2 separate regions of the Pan troglodytes genome follow, and region 1 is linked to region 2. Evidence: chromatin contacts called from public HiChIP or PLAC-seq data. All regions are on one chromosome and are shown on one strand. Each heading gives the region's core, a stretch centred on a gene start, on an enhancer-like site or on the middle of the called end of the contact. The rest is flanking DNA. Distances are from core to core; before and after follow the strand shown.

What was found. HiChIP or PLAC-seq counts read pairs in DNA pulled down with a chosen protein or histone mark.
Region 1: an H3K4me3 HiChIP or PLAC-seq map of stem cell-derived excitatory neurons shows a contact between it and region 2, with 5 times the contacts expected there. The contact joins the promoter of TCERG1 here to the promoter of LARS1 in region 2. A contact is called at or near these places in 1 of 7 Hi-C or Micro-C datasets (stem cell-derived neural progenitor cells) and 1 of 1 datasets of contacts at active chromatin or transcription factors (stem cell-derived excitatory neurons).

Annotation. Positions count from the first base shown.
Region 1 is chr4:144,173,628-144,180,417 of NHGRI_mPanTro3-v2.0_pri, forward strand. It overlaps TCERG1 (transcription elongation regulator 1), which reads left to right and starts at 4,513. Exons shown (of 22, transcript XR_010157357.1): 1 at 4,513-4,633.
Region 2 is chr4:143,909,678-143,916,276 of NHGRI_mPanTro3-v2.0_pri, forward strand. LARS1 (leucyl-tRNA synthetase 1) reads right to left here and starts at 4,743. Exons shown (of 32, transcript XM_001157096.7): 1 at 4,433-4,743. The coding sequence starts at 4,438.

The DNA of each region.
Region 1 (6,790 bases), core at 3,263-5,762, 260 kb after region 2:
CCTAGTCACCTCCCAAAGGCCTCGCATCCTAATACAATCACCTTGTGGGTAAGAATTTCAACATAGTAATCCAGACGATAGCAGCCCTAGAGAAACTCTGTAAACAAATATTACTTACTGATGATTTTTAGTTGCTGCCTATGCCATGGTAAATAGTTCACTTATGAAATCTCAGGGCAACTCTTTGTTTTCCAAATAAAAAGGTTGAAGCTGTGAGAAGTGACTTGCTCAAGATTGTACAGCCAGTAGTTGATAGAGCCAGGACTAGAATCCTGACCTAATTTACCCCAAAGCTCATTAGCAACCTCTATCCATACTGCCTGTGAGGGAGCTAGCAGGTGCATCCAGCCTGGGATTCTCTATTTCTGAGATCTCTTTAAATATTTCAAAGACCAGTATTTCCAGTTAGGAATAACATAGCTGCACAGTTTATGGGTTAATAAGTGTGTTATTAGGAGCTGGGGGCTTCAGCCAGGAAAACAGTCTTTTTAAAGCATTTACAGTCTAGAGGGAAGAGGAAGAAATGATACATGGTGATTTGGGTGAGACACAGGATTGAGTGGTCTCTAACTGGCTTTGGTGTTAGACACACACGTGTTTGAATTCTGGCTTCCCCTCTTTTCAGCTATCTGAATGTCGCCTTGCATCAGTCCTATCATCTATCTGAGCCTCAGTTTCCTCATTTGTAAATTGGGGGCAATACATCCACCTTGCAGGGCTGTTGAAAGGATTGGAAATAGTGTATGTAATGTACCTCCTACGGATTTAAGATAGGTGCTCAAAAATGGCAGTTATTTTTTTAAAGCCTGATTCTGCATTGGAACCAGTTCTCAAGAGCCAATTCTGATGAGTGTCTTCACAGCAGGACCTAAGCCCTGATGAATTAATTTGTCTGAAACCAACATTGTCTCTTCATTTCATCTTGATATGCTAATTTTGGGGGGTAATAATTCAATGGTTACCAATTAAGCAAGGATGGTATTTGCTATTCTGTTCTATATAGTTGTGTACATTATCAGTATCCTAATAGTTATCAAGCTTTGACTGTCAGAAAGTCCATTTGGTCTCTTAAAAGATGCACTGAATCTCTTCAATTCCTTTTTCATTTTGATTCAATAAAATGGTTCACTCTAGAAAAACTGTGTAGACATAGTTCAAGTCAGAAATTTGCAATATGTTGTAAATAACTATTGAGCTCAAACTACCTGAATTTCAAGGACATTTTTATGGGGATACACTATAGCAATGAAATAATGAAATATATACATATATACACATGATTATCATTACATGTGATAGATATACATATGTATATACTTAATCTATTTAAAAGATTATACTATAATATAAATATCTTAAAGTGTATTTAGATATAAATAACATAATAAAAACTATCAGATAATAAAATTTTTAATACCTGCAAGGAGTTTCTTCGACTGACAATTTGTTTTCATTTTTTATTTGAGATGAAGTCTCACTCTGTCACACAGGCTGGAGTGCAATGGCGAGATCTCGGCTCACTGCAACCTCTGCCTCCCAGGTTTAAGCGATTCTCCTGCTTCAGCTTTCCAAGTAGCTGGGACTACAGGCACGTGCCACCATGCCTAGCTAATTTTTGTATTTTTTTAGTAGAGACGGGGTTTTGCCATGTTGGCCATGCTGGTCTCAAAATCCTCAGGTGATCCACCTGCCTCGGCCTCCCAAAGTGCTGGAATTACAGGCGTGAGCCACGGCGCCCGGCCTGTTTTCATCTTTTATATATGCTAGTGACTTATTTTCTATAAGCTTTCCATTTTGAATCTTTTTTTAGTAGGAATTAGTTTGTAATGAGCCATCTATACCAGTATTATTTTCAGAATAGTTGACCAGAACTTGGGGATACACACTGATGTTGAAAAAGGGATCTAACTCCCAACTTTTAGTCAAACTATAGTTTGTTCAAATGCCACACCTTTTTTTTTTTCTTTTTTAAGACAGTGTCTAACTCTGTATCCCACGCTGGAGTGCGGTGCTGCAATTACAGCTCACAGTAGCCTCGACTCAAGTGGGCTCAAGCGGTCCTCCGACCTCTGCCTGTCAAGTAGCTGGGACCACAGTCATGCATCACAATGCCTGGCTAATATTTTTGATTTTTTGTAGTGGTGAGGTCTCACCATTTTGCTCAGGCTGGTTTCAAACTCCTGAACTCAAGCAGTCCTCCCGCCTTGGCCTCCCAAAGTGCTGGGATTACAGGCCTGTGGCACCACACCCAGCCTCAAATATCACATCTTTAACAAAATTTTCACCATGCTCTCCTCCAATTATTCATGCTCAGAACTGTGTGAAGCCTTTATCACAATTTATCATATTTAATTGATTTTGAATATTTAACTGGAATTCAGTGTAGAATGGTGTTTTTGAATTAAAATATAATTCACATACAGTAAAATTCACCTTTTAAAGTATACAAGTTGGCTGTATGCAGTGGCTCACACCTGTAATCCCAGCACTTTGGGAGGCCAAGGTGGGCAAATCACTTCAGCTTAGGAGTTCAAGACCAGCCTGGCCAACATGGCAAAACCCCGTCTTTACCAAAAATATAAAAAATTAGCTGGACGTGGTGGCGGAGGCCTGTGGGAGCTACTTGGGAGGCTGAAGTGTGAGGATCGCTTGAGCCTGGGAGGCGGAGGTTGCAGTGAGCTGATATCATGCCACTGCACTCCAGCCTGGGTGACAGAGTGACACTCCCTCTCAAAATAAGTAAATAAATAAATAAATAGTATAGAATTCAATGGGTTTTAGTATATTCACAAAGTTGTGCAACCATCAGCGCCAATTCCAGAACATTTTTATCATCCGAAAAGACATTCCATATCCATCAGCAGTCACTTCCAATTCCTCATTCCCCTCTACCTCCTGGAAACCACTGTTCTACTTTCTGTCTGTATGTATTTGCCTGAAATGCAATGCAATTTCATCATATTTCATGTAAATGGAATCATACAACAGGCGGCCGTTTTGTATGTGGCTTTTTATGTCTGAACAATATTTCATTGCACAGTTATACCATGTTTCTTTTTTTCTTTTTCTTTTTTTTTTTTTTGAGACGGAGTCTCGCTGTCGCCCAGGCTGGAGTGCAGTGGCGCGATCTCTGCTCACTGCAAGCTCTGCTTCCGGGGTTCACGCCATTTTCCTGCCACAGCCTCCTGAGTAGCTGGGACTACAGGCGCCCGCCACCACGCCGGGCTATTTTTTTTTAGTAGAGACAGGGTTTCACCGTGTTAGCCAGGATGGTCTTGATCTCCTGACCTCGTGATCCACCCGTCTCGGCCTCCCAAAGTGCTGGGATTACAGGCTTGAGCTACCGCGCCCGGCCTATACCATGTTTCTTAACCATTCATCAGCTGATGGTCATTGGGTTGTTACAATACTTTTTGGCTATTATGAATATTGCTGCTGTGAACATTTGTGCACATGTTTTTATGTGGATCCAATTATTTAGGCTTACAGTATTTAAGAGTGCTGCTTTGCTACTACGCTGACTGGGGTTAAGACCAGGCTCTGCTATTTAGTAAATGTGTGACCTTGGGCAAGTTACTTAACTTCTCTGTGCCTCAAGCTCATCTACAAACAGTGACTATGTTACCCACCTCCTAGTAATTTTTGAATCTTAAAAGAGTTAACGTACCTGACATACTTAGATCCGGGTTTGCTACATGGTTATGTCCAAGTAAAATTTATCTATTAGTATTATTTTAATATTTTTACGACTTTAATAAAAGGGCTCATCTTCATTGTGCCTTTGAAACCCCAAATCCAAAACTTTTTTTTTTTGTTAATTAGAAAAACTAAATAAATATTCAGAATTGTCTGGTATTCTGGGTGTGCTAATTTCAGACAAGCACATTTTGAGATCGAGGGAGACGTGGTTAAGCTGTAAATTGCAAAGAGGCTTGCCTTCGCCAATTTACCTTTCTTAATGCAGCAACTTATAACACCTATTGGCTTGCAACGGTTTAGTATAATTTGGGAGGTATTCTTGTAATTAATAATATATTATTTAATAACATGGATATAGAGCTGAGTGGTGACTTAAGACTCCTGCTACTGTAAAGCTAGGAAATAGCGGCTTTCCACACCAACTGTGCAATCGGTTTAGGCGCGGCCCAGGTCGATTTTGATTGGCTTGCCCAGTGGAAATGCTCTCCGCCTCAGCTACTACTGGCCAATATGGCTCCACAATTGGCTCTCCTGGAAGCCGACAGACACGTGGCTACCGCAGGCTGAGCCGAACTTGGGAGGACTTAGTTCTGCTTACCGCGAGAGGGCGCCGGCGGCTCCTCACTGCTAAAATCTCATTTCCCATAAAGCCCCCGAGTCACCAATCAACTGGCTGTCTTCATACCGCTTTCAAAGTCGGCGGGCGCCTTGCCCAATAGCAAAGAACATACCGCCCCCATTTCGAAGATTGATGGAAAGTTTGACCAACCGCATCTCAGACTTCTGCTGTCTCCGCCTCTCTCATTGGGGATTGACGATTTTTCTAGCCAATAGGAGACGCCGGGTCGGCGGGTGGATGAACACGGCCCTCTGTAATGGCGGAGCGTGGCGGGGACGGGGGCGAGAGTGAACGATTCAACCCGGGGGAGCTCAGGTAAGAGACGCTGCCCTCCTTCACATCTCTGCTCACGAGAGCCCCAGAGGCTAGACCTGCCATGTGGAGATCCGGGGCGGACGGTGGGTAGCGGAGCCGGGCGGCCCGGGCCGGGACCGCATGGGGTTTAAGAAGGGGGAAGGGGAAGGTGGCTTGAATGAGAGCCGGGCCCGGGCTGGGCCAGGGCCTCCTGCGCGTTCACTGGCTGCTTCCTAGTGCTTTCTTGGGGTCTCGCCGCCTCTCGCGGCCTGCAGCCCTCTGGCCGGGCGCGGTGCTCCCGCCTTTGGGCCCCGCCTCAGCCGCGTGTCGCCTCCGTCTCGGCCGACCTGAGTCTGTCTCCAGGCCGCGCTCCGCTGCGGGCCTGATTTTCCTCATCGACGTTTCTGCACTCCGCAGTTACTTCCCCTGTACCCCTCGCCACTTCTGGCTAAGCCTTCTCCACGCCCTCCGCGGCTCTTTGGGCTCCCCACGTTTGCCCTTTCATTTCATCCCCCTCATTGCTTGCCTTTCTTAACTTCTGTGGCTTTTCTTCCTTTTTTCATCCCTTTATTCCTTATTATCCTGTAGTTGTGAGTAGCAACAACAGTAGCAACCCCTTATTAGGCACTTACCTTGTGCCAGTAAACCCTTTACTTTGGTTTGTCTCATTTAATCCTCACAACCACCCTTTGGAGTAGTTGCTATTAACATTTTGCAGGCCACAGACCAGAGGCGTCTTCAGTTGTTACTCGCCCATCTTACAGGTGAGATAACAGCCTCGTGGAGGTTGAGTCAGTAGAATAAGATTGCATAGGCGGATTTGTGGCTCCAGGAAGTGGCTTGAACTCAGGCAGTCAGGTTTCAGAGCCTGCAATCCCGATTGGCGTTCTATTCTTCTACTACTCATGCCATTTCCTTGAACAGTGCAGTGACCTTTTTTCCCCTGGAACCTCAGTGCCTATGAGTTTGTAATTAAAATTTGGTAAAATGAGAGTGACCTGGAGAAATCTTTTGGTCAGTGGTTTTTGAGGAAAAGAGGTATTATGCTTTATGTGTATTTGGTACTTTGTTTTTTTTCTGTATGGGAGAAATGGCATTTCAGATGTTCAGCTCCCATTCTGAATTGTGCTATTGTCAACGTTTGAAAATGAAAAAGAGCAGTGTAGATTATGAAGACTCGGTTGATACTGTCTAGAACTTAAGATGAAATTGTGTAAGGAAATGGGTATTGTTATTCAAGGTTTTAGAAGAGGAAAATGCCTTTCAGATTCTGTATGGTCGCACACACAAATCTCCACTTTGGCAGAAATGAAATTTTGTTTTATTTCAGAGATGAATCTGAAATCCTTTAAACTCCATATGTATACAGTATTAAGGAGTGATCAAGGTGAATTGTCAGCATCTTTAAATATTAGCGATGCCAAGTTTATTCCTGATTTCGATCTTAAAGGGAGGTTACTTAGCTAGTTTCAGATGGATTTATTAGGGAACATTCTTTTGCATTTTAGAAAGTATCTTTCTAAAGCTTTAAAAAAAATCCTTATTAATAAAGCCGTTTAGGCTTTATTAATAGTCTAGACACTGTTGCACAACTGATTTGAATAGGGCTTTAATTTGCAAATGAATTTGCCCTGTTGCAAATATTTTATAACGTAGCCTCTTGGATTGGAAGTTGCTTGCAGAGCATACTGTACAGATCTTTATTTTAGCATTTCTCATGAAATTAGGTGTGTATGTGGCCTCTTTGATGGCAGAAGTTGGGGCTTAATTTTTGCATTATATTTGTAACCTGAATGTACTTCATGGTGTGTCTGTCATAACCGCCTGGCAAATGAGATGTTCTGTAGTTATGTTGTAAATAAATGAAGATAGGAGATTTAAAGATACTTCACTTATTGGGCCGACATTTATTGTGTGCTACATGACAGTTGCTGACCTAGGTGCTGGCAATAGTGCCCTGAACCAGACCGAAAAAAGAGGTTTGTCCTGCAGGAGCTTCCAGCTTAAGTAAGAGCCATCTAAATTGTAAATGAAATCAACCACATCAAATGATTAAATCTGCCTGTAAGTGTGAAGTGACTTACACAAGGTCACTGGGTAGTTGGCAGGGTCTGGACTAAACCTCAGGTTCCCTCAATCATAGTTTATACAATTTGCCCCCATATATCGGTAGCATCT
Region 2 (6,599 bases), core at 3,493-5,992:
GGAGGCGGAGGCTGCAGTGAGCCGAGATCACACCACTGCACTCCAGCTTGGGTGACACAGCAAGACTCCGTCGGAAAAAAGAAATTAGGATTATCATGACCTGTGTACCTCAAACCTCAAAGAAATGGTTCAACAATTACTGAAATATGTAAAAGGCTTTGATATGCTTTTTTAAAATTATATACTACAATGTAACACTGTCATCAAATGTTTCTATTTAATTAAAATACATGAATATCAAAGATACTGATAGAGAACTTCTCTCCAAAATTGTTAAAGAACGGTTCATATGAAATTTAAATAAAACAGGCTGGACACGGTGGCTCACACCTGTAATCCCAGCACTTTGGGAGACTGAGGCGAGAGGATCACCTGAGGTCAGGAGTTAGAGACAAGCCTGGAAAACATGGTGAAACCCCATCTCTACTAAAAATACAAAAATTAGCTAGGCAAGGTGGCACGCATCTGTAATCCCAGCTACTTGGGAGGCTGAGGCAGGAGAATCGCTTGAACCTGGGAGGTGGAAGTTGCAGTGAGCCAAGATCGCACCATTGCACTCCAGCCTGGGCAACAAGAGCGAAACTCCATCCCCCCACCAAAAAAAAAAAAAATACCTGGACTCTTTTCAAGTTTCCATAAAACAGTGATTGTATAAGGTATTTTCTTTTCTAAGAAATAATAAGCCTGCACATCTGTTCATCCCTTTCCATTCCTGCTACTAACCACCTTCATTTAGACTATCAACGCCACTGCCCCCTCTCACTTCAAAACCTCTTCTTAATAAGTAACTTGGCTGGATGTAGTGCCTCATGTCTACAATCCCAACACTTTGGGAGGCTGAAGAGGGAGGATTATTTGAGGCCAGGAGTTTGAGACCAGCCTAGGCAACATAGAAAGACTTCCTCTTTAAAAGAAAAACAATTATTTTGGCCAGGTGTGGTGGCTCATGCCTGTAATCCCAGCACTTTGAGAGGCCGAGGCAGGTGGATCACCTGAGGCTACGAGTTCAAGACCAGCCTGGCCAATACGGCGAAACCCCATTTCTACTAAAAATACAAAAATTAGCCGGATGCGTTGGCATGCGCCTATAATCTCAGCTACTCGGGAGGCAAAGACAGGAGAATTACTTGAAGCCAAGAGGTAGTGGTTGCAGTGAGCCAAGATGGAGCCACTGCACTCCAGCCTAGGCAACACAGCAAGACCAATCTCAGCTCACTGAAACCTCCATCTCTGGGGTTCAAGCAATTCTCCTGCCTCAGCCTCCTGAGTAGCTGGGATTACAGGTGCGTGCCACCATACCTGGCTAATTTTTGTATTTTTAGTAGAGACGAGGTTTCACCATGTTGGCCAGGCTGGCCTCAAACTCCTGACCTCAGGTGGTCCACCTATCTCAGCCTCCCAAAGTGCTGTGATTACAGGCATGAGCCACCCAGCCCAGTCTGTAAAATATAATTTCTAATATTTTTACAGAGGAAAGGACCCACCCACAAAGGCAAAAGTATGTAGGGCCTCATGAAGCCTAGTCATATCTCCTTCCCTACGGTCATGGGTAATATGAAATTTCACTGTATTTATGTGTGTGTGTTTGTGTGAGAGAGAGAGGGTCTCCCTCTGCCACCCAGGCTGAAGCATAATGGTGCAAGCACCAGCTCACTGCAGCCTTGACCTACTGGGCTCAATCAATCTTCCCATCTCAGCCTCCTGAATAGCTGGGACTACAGGCATATGCACCACCATACCCAGATAGTTTTTGTATTTTTTTGTAGAGACAGGGTTTCACCATGTTGCCTAGGCTGGTCTTGAACTCCTAGGCTCAAGCAATCCACCAGCCTTGGCTTCCCAAAGTGCTGACATTACAGGCTTGAGCCATCACACTCGGCCAACTTCCACTTTATTACTAAATTCCTCCTTAACCAACTTGAGTTGACTTCTGTTAAATGCAACCAATGATCTTAAGACATTTATGCAGTTGGGCTGTAAATTCTCAACAGGCAGGAACTTTTAAATCGTTTATAGTCACCTTAGCACAAAGTACAATGCCATAGACACAGAAGTTATGTAACAAATATCTTTTACCTAAAAATTACCATGAGCAGGACATGGGAACACTGAGGCCAGAGGATCACTTGAACCCAGGAGGTCAAGGCTGGCTGCAGTGAGCTATGATTGCACTACTGCACTACAGCCTGGTTGATAGAGCGAGTCCCTGTCTCAAAAAATAAAAAACATGGCCAGGTGCATTGGCTCACACCTGTAATCCCAGCACTCTGGGAGGCCAAGGTGGGCGGATCACTTGAGGTCAGGCGTTCAAGACCAGTCTGGCCAACATGGTAAAAACCACAACTATACCAAAAAATACAAAAATTAGCGGCGCGTGGTGGCGCACACCTGTAGTCCCAGCTACTCAGGAATCTGAAGTGGGAGAATTACTTGAACCTGGGAGGCACCACTGCACTCCAGCCTGGGAAAGAGCGAGACTCCATTTCAAATAAAAATAAAAATAAAAATAAAAAATATGATCATGTCACCCATTGTAAAGAAGACTATGAAAACAAGTCTTTTACAAATTACTTAGAACTATGTGTTTCTTTTCATTGTACTGAGTATGCCAAATGCAAGAAAGCTTTTGAGTTTTCTGTTTCTCAGAAAAACTTGTTTCTCAAAACCTCAAAGATCAAGTATAATAAAATCTGATATTGGCCCAAACACCAACTTGTTGTATAACCTTGAGCAAGTCATTTGATCAATCTGAGACTCAACTTCCTCACTGGTAACAAAAGGCTATATTCCTAAACTTTGGCACTACTTACACTTTGGGCCAAATAATTCTTTGTTTTCAGGGGTTGTCCTGTGCACTGCAGGATGTTTAGAAGCATCCCTGGCTTCTACCCGGGATCCCTGCTTTTCACTTACACTGTTGCCCCTGCCTGGAAATCTCTTCCTTCCTATAGTTGCATAGGTTGCTCTCTTGTCTCGTTTTTGCCACCTTTTTGGCAAAGCCTTGCTTGATCATCCTTTTAAAAATTGCAACAGGCCAGGCGCCATGGCTCACGCCTGTAATCCCAGCACTTTGGGAGGCCGAGGCGGGCAGATCACGAGGTCAGGAGATTGAGTCCATCCTCGCCAATGTGGTGAAACCCTGTCTCTACTAAAATACAAAAAATTTAACTGGGCATGATGGCGCGCGCCTGTAGTCCCAGTTACTCGGGAAGTTGAGGCAGAGGAACCGCTTGAACCTGGGAGGAGGAGGTTGCAGTGAGCCGAGATCGCGCCACTGCACTCCAGCCTGGCGACAGGGCAAGGCTCCGTCTCAAGAAAAAAACAAACAAACAAACAAAAAACAAAAAAAAATAAAACCAGGCGGGATGGCTCATGCCTGTAGTCCCAGCACTTTCGGAGGCTGAGACAGAAGGATCGCTTGAGCCCAGGAGTTCGAAACCCTGTCTCTACTAAAAATACAAAAAATTAGCAGGGTGTAATGGAGCACGCTTGCAGTACCAGCTGTGGGGAGGCTGAGGTGTGAGGATCGCTTGAGCCCTAAGGTCCAGGCTGCAGTGAGCCATGATCACGCCACTGCATTCCAGTCTGGGTCACAGAGTGAGAACATCTCTCAAATTTAAAAAAATTTTTAAAAATTGCAACTGTACTACCCCACCGTACACTCCCTAGCACCCTTTCCTGCTCTATTTTTTCCCCACAGCATTTATCAGCACCTGACACAATATTTCACAGTGTATTTTACCCACACACATAAACACTATGAAAAGAGAGATTTTTGTCTGTTTTACGAAGAGGAGCTCAATTTTTTTTTTTTTTTTTTTTTTTGCTGTAAGTAGGAATCAACTTACATACTCCTCTCTCCACCTCGGCTTTATTTGTTTGTTTATTTATTTATTTTATTTTTAAGACGGAGTCTCACTCTGTCACCCAGGCTGGAGTGCAGTGGCGCGATCTTGGCTCACAGCAGCCTCCCTCTCCTGGGTTCAAGCAATTCTCCTGCCTCAGCCTCCCGAGTAGCTGGGTTAACAGGCGCGCACCACTACGCCCGGCTAATTTTTGTATTTTTGGTAGAAACGGGGTCTCACCATGTTGGCCAGGGTGGTCTCGAACTCCTGACCTCAAATGATCCACCCGCCTCGGCCTCCCAAAGTGCGGGGATTACAGCCGTGGGCCACCGTGCCCGGCTCTCCACCTCGATTTTAGAAACTCCAGAGAAATAACAAATATGATATCCAAGTACTCCGTAAAGTTAACAGACATCAGTTCCTGGTTCATAAACTAGCAAGAAAAAGCAAAGTCTCTACGAAAGGCACGCCTTAAGCGTGGCTCTCTTTTAGAAAAGACTTTCCCTTCAGGACAGCACATGGAGAGCCCCTAGAGACTGGCCAGTCCGGCTCCAGGGCCCCTGCGGACTCTTCCCGCTCAAACTCACCGCCATTGCACCGCCCAGCCGACTGTGCAAATCCACGACAATGACCCTGGCGACCTCCACAAAGGAGTGGTTACCTTTCCCCTCCCTCTCGGGGATGCCAGGCCTCCCACGAAACTAAAGCACACGCTTCACACCTGCTGAGGCAATCATCCGGCTCCTTACTAACTACAGCCAAGGCATCTCAGAGCCCGCCGGGAATTGTAGTTCCCAGACCACCCGAGCAGACACCCAGCAGGCGCTGACTGACTACAATTCCCAGAGAAAAACGGGTTATCGGAAGTCTACCCGATAGGCCCACTCAGAGGGGAACCGGCAGTGACGTCACTGGCATGTTGAACTACAAAGTCCATGATGCAGTGCGGGATCGCCGAATGCCGCGAGTGCGCCCTGGTTAGGTTGGAGTCCCTTAGCCACCAACCTTTTCACCCGGTAGAGCTGGTTGCTTGTCGGGATGCCAGGATACGCAGTTAATTACTATTCGGTGACTGAGGTGCTACTTATGGCTTGCCACTATGCACAGATATTTATTACTGTCAGTGGCATTCAACAGCCCAGCATTTAGACATTGTATAACCGCGTATTAACAATCTCCTTTTTTTTTTTTTGAGACGCAGTATCGCTCTGTCGCCCAGGCTGGAGTGCAGTGGCGCGATCTTGGCTCAGTGCAACCTCGGCCTGCCGGATTCAAGCAATTCTCCTGCCTCAGGCTCCCGAGGAGCTGGGACTACGGGCGAGCGCCACCACACCGACTAATTTTTTGTATTTTTGGTAGAGACTGGGTTTCACCGTGTTAGCCAGGACGATCTCGATTTCCTGACCTCGTGATCTGCCTCCCTCGGCCTCCCAAAGTGCTAGGATTACAGGCGTGAGAGCTACCGTACCTAGCCAACAATCTCCTTTTTTTTTTTTTTTTTTTTTTTTTTTTTTTTTTTTTTTTGAGAGGGAGATTCGTTCTGTCTCCAGGCTGGAGTGCAGTGGCGCGATCTCGGCTCACTGCAACCTCCGCCTCCCGGGTTCAAGCGATTCTTCTGCCCCAGCCTCCTTAGTAGCTGGGATTACAGGCGCGCGCCACCGCGCCCAGCTACTTTTTGTATTTTCAGTAGAAACGGGGTTTCACCATGTTGGCCAGGATGGTCTCGATCTCCTGAACTCGTGATCCGCCCACCCCAGCCTCCCAAAGTGATGGGATTACAGGCGTGAGCCACCGTGCCCGGCCAACAATCTCCATTTTTAAGCGAGAGGCTGAAAGCCTACCTGGTCCCATTGCCTGACTCAGACTATTTAGAATACTACCAAACAGGGCCAGGCGCGGTGGCCATAATCCCATTATTTTGGGATGCCGAGGTGGGCGGATGACCTGAGGTCAGGAGTTTGAGACCAGCCTGGCCGACATGGTGAAACCCCGTCTCTACTAAAAATACAAAAATTAGCTGGGTATGGTGGCGCGCACCTGTAGTCCCAGCTACTCGGGAGGCTGAGGCAGGAGAATTGCTTGAACCCAGGAGGCAGAGGGTGCACTGAGTCGAGATCGCACCACTGCACTCCATCTTGGGCGGCAGAGCGAGACTTCATCTCAAGGAAAAAAAAAAAAGACTGGCCGGGTACGGTGTCTCACACCTGTAATCCCAGCACTTTGGGAGGCCGAGGCAGGTGGATCACGAGGTCAGAGGTTCGAGACCAGGCTGGCCAAGATGGTGAAACCCCGTCTGTACTAAAAATACAAAAATTAGCCGGGAGTGGTGTCACACGCCTGTAATACCAGCTGCTGGGAAGCTGAGACAGGAGAATCACTTGAACCCGGGAGGTGGAAGTTGCAGTAAGCCAAGATGGCAGCACTGCACTCCAGCCTGGGCGACAGAGCAAGACTCCGTCTCAAAAACAAAACAAAAAAAAGACTATGCTACCATACAGAGATATATGGTGTCTGATACAGTAGCCACTAGCCACATGTGGCAATTTAAATTCAAATTAATTAAAAATAAATAAAATTTAAAATTCATTTCTTGCCGGGCACAGTGGCTCATTCCTATAATCCTAGAATTTTGGGAGGCTGAGGCAGGAGAATCACTCAAACCCAGGAGGCAGAGGTCGCAGTGACCTGAGATCACGCCACTACACTCCAGCCTGGGGGACAGAGTGAGACTCCATCTCAAAAAACAACAACAAC